Regions from separate parts of the Sus scrofa genome. Here region 2 is linked to region 1. Evidence: chromatin contacts called from public Hi-C data. All regions are on one chromosome and are shown on one strand. Each heading gives the region's core, a stretch centred on a gene start, on an enhancer-like site or on the middle of the called end of the contact. The rest is flanking DNA. Distances are from core to core; before and after follow the strand shown.

Evidence for each region. Hi-C and Micro-C count contacts between places; a contact is called where the count stands out from the background.
Region 2: a Hi-C map of alveolar macrophages shows a contact between it and region 1, with 2.4 times the contacts expected there. The contact joins the promoter of ABCB8 here to the enhancer-like site in region 1. A contact is called at or near these places in 1 of 5 promoter capture datasets (fetal liver), 19 of 47 Hi-C or Micro-C datasets (adipose tissue, alveolar macrophages, blood and 12 more) and 2 of 2 datasets of contacts at active chromatin or transcription factors (alveolar macrophages and skeletal muscle).

The regions. Positions count from the first base shown.
Region 1 is chr18:6,126,036-6,128,854 of Sscrofa11.1, reverse strand. All of the region lies in intron 3 of AGAP3 (arf-GAP with GTPase, ANK repeat and PH domain-containing protein 3), which reads left to right. Among named protein-coding and RNA genes, the nearest start is that of TMUB1, 15 kb to the left of the region's middle. Within about 2 kb of position 1,349, at least 22 of the 83 cell types and tissues checked have an H3K27ac peak or open chromatin away from gene starts, as enhancers often do. A contact at or near this core is called in adipose tissue, alveolar macrophages, fetal liver and 4 more, where this site is marked.
Region 2 is chr18:6,195,542-6,198,360 of Sscrofa11.1, reverse strand. It overlaps ABCB8 (ATP-binding cassette sub-family B member 8, mitochondrial), which reads left to right and starts at 1,349. Exons shown (of 15, transcript XM_013990736.2): 1 at 1,349-1,594. The coding sequence starts at 1,364.

The DNA.
Region 1 (2,819 bases), core at 100-2,599:
GACAAAAGACAAAAAAAAAAAAAAAAAAAAAAGGAATTTAAAATGAGATACCGTATGGAGTTCCTCTCATGGCTCAGTGAGTTAAGAACCCCACTGGTATCCAGGATTTGATCCCTGGCCTCGCTCAGTGGGTTGGGGATCCAGCGTTGCTGTGAGCTGTGGGATAGGTCACAGACGTGGCTTGGATCCCGAGTTGATGTGGCTGTAGTGTAGCCTGGCAGCTGTAGCTCCAGTTCGACCCCTAGCGTGGGAACCTCCATGTGCTGCAGGTGCGGCCCTAAAAAGACAAAAAAAAAAGTGATACTCCATTCTTTGCAGCTTTTTGTCACCATGGATTTTCTTGAAACCTAGAAGTACCCTGTTGAGAGGGCTTGGCCATGTGATGTGTTCTTGCTGAGGGTTCTTGGGCTCGGCGTGGGGGGACCCTCGCAATTCGCACAGTTGTGCTCGAGGTGAAAGGTGGGGAGCCAGCCGGGGCCTCGCTCTCCGGCAAGGAGATGGAGGAGGGGGCTACTGTCTGGGGGCGTCACGTCCAGGCCTCCCTTGTCAGCATCTTGATGGTGACCGGGCTGGCCCCGCGCCCCAGTGTGGCTCTCGTCACTTGGTTTGGCGGGTTCATCCCGTGTGGCTGCTGCTCTGCTCTCCTTGTGTCCCCGCCTGCCCCCTCCCATGACTGTCACAGTCACAGCCGGAGGAACTAGGTGAGCGGAGGGGAGGTGGCAGGGAGAGGCCCTTCCATCTGCCGCGGATCCCCCCAGCTGAGTTGGGGGGTCCAGTGCTGGACCGCAAGCTGCACCCCTTTAGGGAATAGCGCACCAGGGATGTGGACCAGGCAGCCCCGCCCAGCCCTTGCCCTGCGGGCCAAGGATGGAAGCAACTGACCCAAGATTCAAGGTCACTGCTCGGCAGCAGGGCTGGTGGGGCCCCCAGGCCCTTTTGCCTCACGGTGGCCTCCTGTCAGGTCACAGAGGAGAGGCGGGCTAGGTGATCTGCCAGCCCTGTGCCCCTCGGCTGCAACCCACCGCCGTGGTGCCGGGATGTGTCACCAGCAGATGTCAGGCTGTTCCCCTCACCCCATCCTGGCGTTTTAGGTAGGAGCTGTTTTTGTAAGCATGTTTTTTTTTTTTTTTTTGGTTTGTGTTTTGTCTTTGTGCTGAGTAATGCGGAAAGGCTATAAACATACACGTACTCTTGGCAAACATGTGGCACAGAGTAAGGCCCCTCTCAGCCAGCAGCCCGGGTTGCTGGCTTCTTCGCAGCTCCACCCCTCAGCCCACAACCAGCCTTGAATTAGGGAGACCGTCCCCTCCCCTCACCCCCACTTAGAGAGGAGACTGCGGTGGAGCCGCCCAGGAAGGAGCGTCCTGTTGTTGCAGCAATAAACCCCAGATCTCCTCCAGCCCCTGCTTGTTAACCTTTGTCCAGAGAGCCAGTGGGGAAGCTCCGATGGCCTGGGCTGGCAGGCCGTTGGTGACATCTGGGCTGGGATGTCCTGAGCCCCTCTAGCCAACCCGGAGGAGAGAGGGGCTGTCGTCCTGCAGCGCTCCCATTCTCTCCCAGCCTGTCCCTCTGGGGGGACACGCCGTCCTGAACCCTCCCATCCCTTCCTGGGCCCCCTGTCCCCTGCTGGCTGTGACCCTTGGGCTGTGCCACTCGCAGTGGGTCCTGAGCCACACAGCAGCCCTTCCAGAGCCGTTATTGCCCTTCACTGGTGCAAAGAGCTGGGATCTAAACCTGCCTCTGTCCTGCTTCCCCCGGGGCCACCTTTCCCGTTCAACGCCCTGCTCTGTTGGGTGTTCCGCCAGCGTTCCCTAGTCTGGTCTCTTGTGGGGCCAGGGCGCTCTCTGCCTGGCTGGCGTTTGTCCCGAGGTGGTGTCTGCCTGGCTTGCTGCTTCCCTTCTTGATGCTGAGCCAGTGGCGGGCAGGCCTTGGGCCCCCAGCCCAGGGCCAGCCTGGCAGGTACCAATGACCAGGGCCCTCCCTGCCTTGTAACCGGCTCAGGAGCCCTGTCAGGCCTGGAGGTCGCTCAGGGAGCCCTGGCCTGTATCACACTGCTCTGTCCCCTCCAGGGCCCGGTGGAGCCCCCTCCCAGCCTGGCAGTCCTGCTGCCCCGGGCAGCAGAGGGCACAGGGGGGCTGTGGGCTGTCCGGCACCTGAGGTGAGCTTTGCAGCCCCTGGAGCAGAGCAGGAGGGGGCTGAGCTTCTCTCTCCCAGGCCCTTGCCTCCCTCCGCCTCGCCCCCTGGCTCGGGCCCCGCCTGGGGTGACTGGGAGGAGGGCGGCAGTGCGTCAGTTTCTCTGTCCTCCTCCCTCCTCGAGGGGTCAGAGCTGGGTCAGAGCTGAGAGGTTCTCAGAGCACAGTGTCTGCCTTCTGGCGCGTGCTTCTGACCCTCAGTCGGCTCAGGCCCTAAACCCCGCCACCTGCCCCAGGGCATGTGGGCTCGGCCAGGTTCCAGCGCAACTGTGTGACCCTTGCCTGGTGATCGTGGGCCTCTGTGGGCACGGTGGTGGGGGGCAAGGCCCCATGCAGGTCAGAGGCAGTCAGTTGGGTCCAGTTTGGGGGCACCAGGGCCAGAAACATGGAGACCCTGACTCAAGTCCAAACAGCTTAACACAGACCCCCTGAGGGGCAGGGGCTCCGGGAGGCCCGGTAGGGAATCCTTCTCTGTCTGCAAGAGAAAATCCATCCTGGAGAGTAAGGGGCCATCCAGCCCTCTCATCTCTTGGTCCTGAAAGCCAGGGTGGATGGAGTTCCCCAGCAGCCTGGTGGTTAAAGGTCCAGCATTGTCACTGCTGTGGCTTGGGTTCCATCCCTGGCCTG
Region 2 (2,819 bases), core at 100-2,599, 70 kb before region 1:
CCAGAAAGATGTGGCTTTCTCCCATTGGCCTTGTTCAATTACCTATATCAGTCCTTGTCCAATAGGGCTTCTGGGTTGGAAATGTCCCAAAAGTTTAATGGTTTTTTTTGTCCTTTTCTTTCCTTAGATTAAGTCACCATTCCTCTCATTCCTTTTTTATCAGTTGAGGAGTGGGCTAGAGGTCCTCATTTCCTACAGTAAACAAAGTCTGTGGGGAATGTGCATTTCCTATAATAAAACAAGGCCTGTGGAGATGTTACTCCCTGGAGCCCTTAAGCCACAAAGGTTAATCAATGGCCATATCAAAGAATGCATCCAAGCCCTTGCTCCTACACTGACTACCTGAGTTATCATTCTGCCTCAAGATTACCTCAGGACTTGTGTAGTTTTATCCCTGAGCAAGAGGCAGAGCTATGAAAACAAGACCCCTAGGCCCAAAATGGAACTCCAAGCCACAGAAGGGCTAGGAAGCGACCAAGGTCTCTAGGAGACATCTGTCAACTGGGCTATGTGGGATCTTCTCTGGTCTCCCCACAACCTCACTCACTGCCAGCACCCAGCCCAACCACAATCTAATCCAGGCACATTTTCCTACCCAGATACACTCCAGATTCTCTGGGGGACAGCCTCCCTACCACTGCCCCCAATTCAATTTATTATTAACATATTAACAGGACACTTTTCCGTGCCAGGCCATTTGGAGGAAAGGAGGGGACAGGTGAATGAGACACAGCCCAAAGGAAGTCACAGCCCAGTGCAGAAGCAACTATGCAAACAAATGATTACACAGAAAAAGTAAATCGGTGCTAAACGAAGGTGCAAAAGCTACTGTGAGGAAGACATCTGTGGCAGAGATGGAACCGGGGTGGTGCCTTGATAAGCCACATCACCTCCCTATCAGCAACTCTAAACCACTGTGCGGAGGGAGCGAATCGGAATCACTAGGGAGTTTTTTTTTTTTTTTTTCCCCCAAGTGGTTGCCCTCCCCGGAGCTCTGAACAGCGGAGTGGGTGGCAAAGCACGTGCACATATTTTGAAAAAACGAATTCCGTCCCTTCCTCTCCCAGAACCAGCGCTCTACATTCCCTGGAGACTCCGGGACATCTACAGTCCTCCACGAGTACCCGCAAGGGAATGGCCTTGTGGTCAGCAGCTGACGCGTTGCTGTGGAAACGCCGAAGAGGAGGGCGCACTCCGCACACCTTTAAAACTGCACTCCAGAGCCAAAGCGGGTCGAGGGAGGAGGGGGGAATCCCAACTGCTCGGCTCCTCCCAGAGCTGGGGGCCGGCGACAGGCACCTCTCTCCAATCAGAGTTGCAGAAGCAAACGGGTGAGCAAGGTTTTCTCCAATCATAGCTTGCGATGATATTGATGCTTCTTTCCGCCAATCACCCCGAGCCGCGAGAGGGCTGTCGGGATGGGAGCCTGAGCCAACATGGACGCCTCAGTGGGATAAGGGTGAGCCGCCGTTGTCGGTCGCTCTTGTTCTCTCCTCATCATGTTGGTCCACTTATTTCGGGTTGGGATTCGCGGTGGCCCTGTCCGAGGCAAGCCACTACTACCCTTCCGCTTCCAGACATTCTCGGCCGTCAGGTAAAAAGGGTCAAACCTACTGGGAGCGCGGGCCATTGATCCGCCGGCAGGGCGTGGGGCCCGCCGGGAGATGGAGTCCGGGGCTCGCGCAAGGCCTGCTGGGAGTTGTAGGCTGGCCCGGCCCGGGTTTGGGCGTCAGTACCCCAGGGATTGGCCTTAATTATTTACAGCGACTACCCAGGTGCCAGCAGGAGACTTGGCGCGTCAGTACCCGCGTGTGGGCTGGACGGAGGGGGCGCTCTGGGTCTTTGACCACACCGAGCCTGTTCTCCCCACCAGGGGGCGCCGTGCTGCCCAGGTGTTGGGACTCCGTTTCCGGCCCCTTGTCCTCGTTCTTGGTATTGGTCTATGGATGTGGACAAAAATTATTAGTGTCCAGAGACATTTGGTGCTGCTCTTGTTCCAAAGCTTCAGTGTGAACTGAACAAAAATGGTTCCTAAATATGGATACTTTGAGCAGAAATAGTCAGTTTAGTAACACGTCTGTATGTGTTCTTGTATGTTCGCGCTACACACGTTAGTTCCAAAAGAGCAAGACACAGGTGGGAAATGAGCAGGACCCTGAAACTGACTGCGCTGTAAATGCTTTATGGCAAGAGACCGATTTCTTTCTAATCGTGGAGTGAAGAGCTTGAGGGCCAAGCAGGCAGCAGATTCGCAGGAGCAGGTGGATGTAGACTCGTGTCATTTGGAAAGCCCTTCTGATTGATGGGGTCAGGAGCTGGGCTGAGCTAGATCTAGAAGTGCCGGTGCTGGGAAGTAATCCCCCAGTTCTTGGCAGTGACCAAGCTCTGCTTAGAGCCTTCGTTTGGAGAAGATGAGAAAAGTTGGAAAGTGGCCATGGTAAATTTTCCTAAGGACTCTTCTCAAGCCTTTTAAGGCTTGAGAAGAGTCCTTAGGAAAAGAGAAAGAGTGTTGATGTTATTTAAACCAGAGCGAAACCCAAGGAAAGAGGTCAAATAATATTCTAGTATTTGTGTGTTCATGGTGCAATGTTTTTCATATGTTCAAGTCATAACACATTAGATGATTAAGTGAATTTAGTGAGTCCAGACTATTTGAAAGTGAATATAGGAGTTCCTTGGTGGCTCAGCGGGTTAAGGATATGGTGTTGTCACTGCTGCGGTGCTGGTTGGATCCCAGGCCCAGGAAATTTCACATGCTGCAAGTGCAACCAAAACCAAGAAAATAAAAAATAAAAGTGAATGTATTAGAGTACATGCAT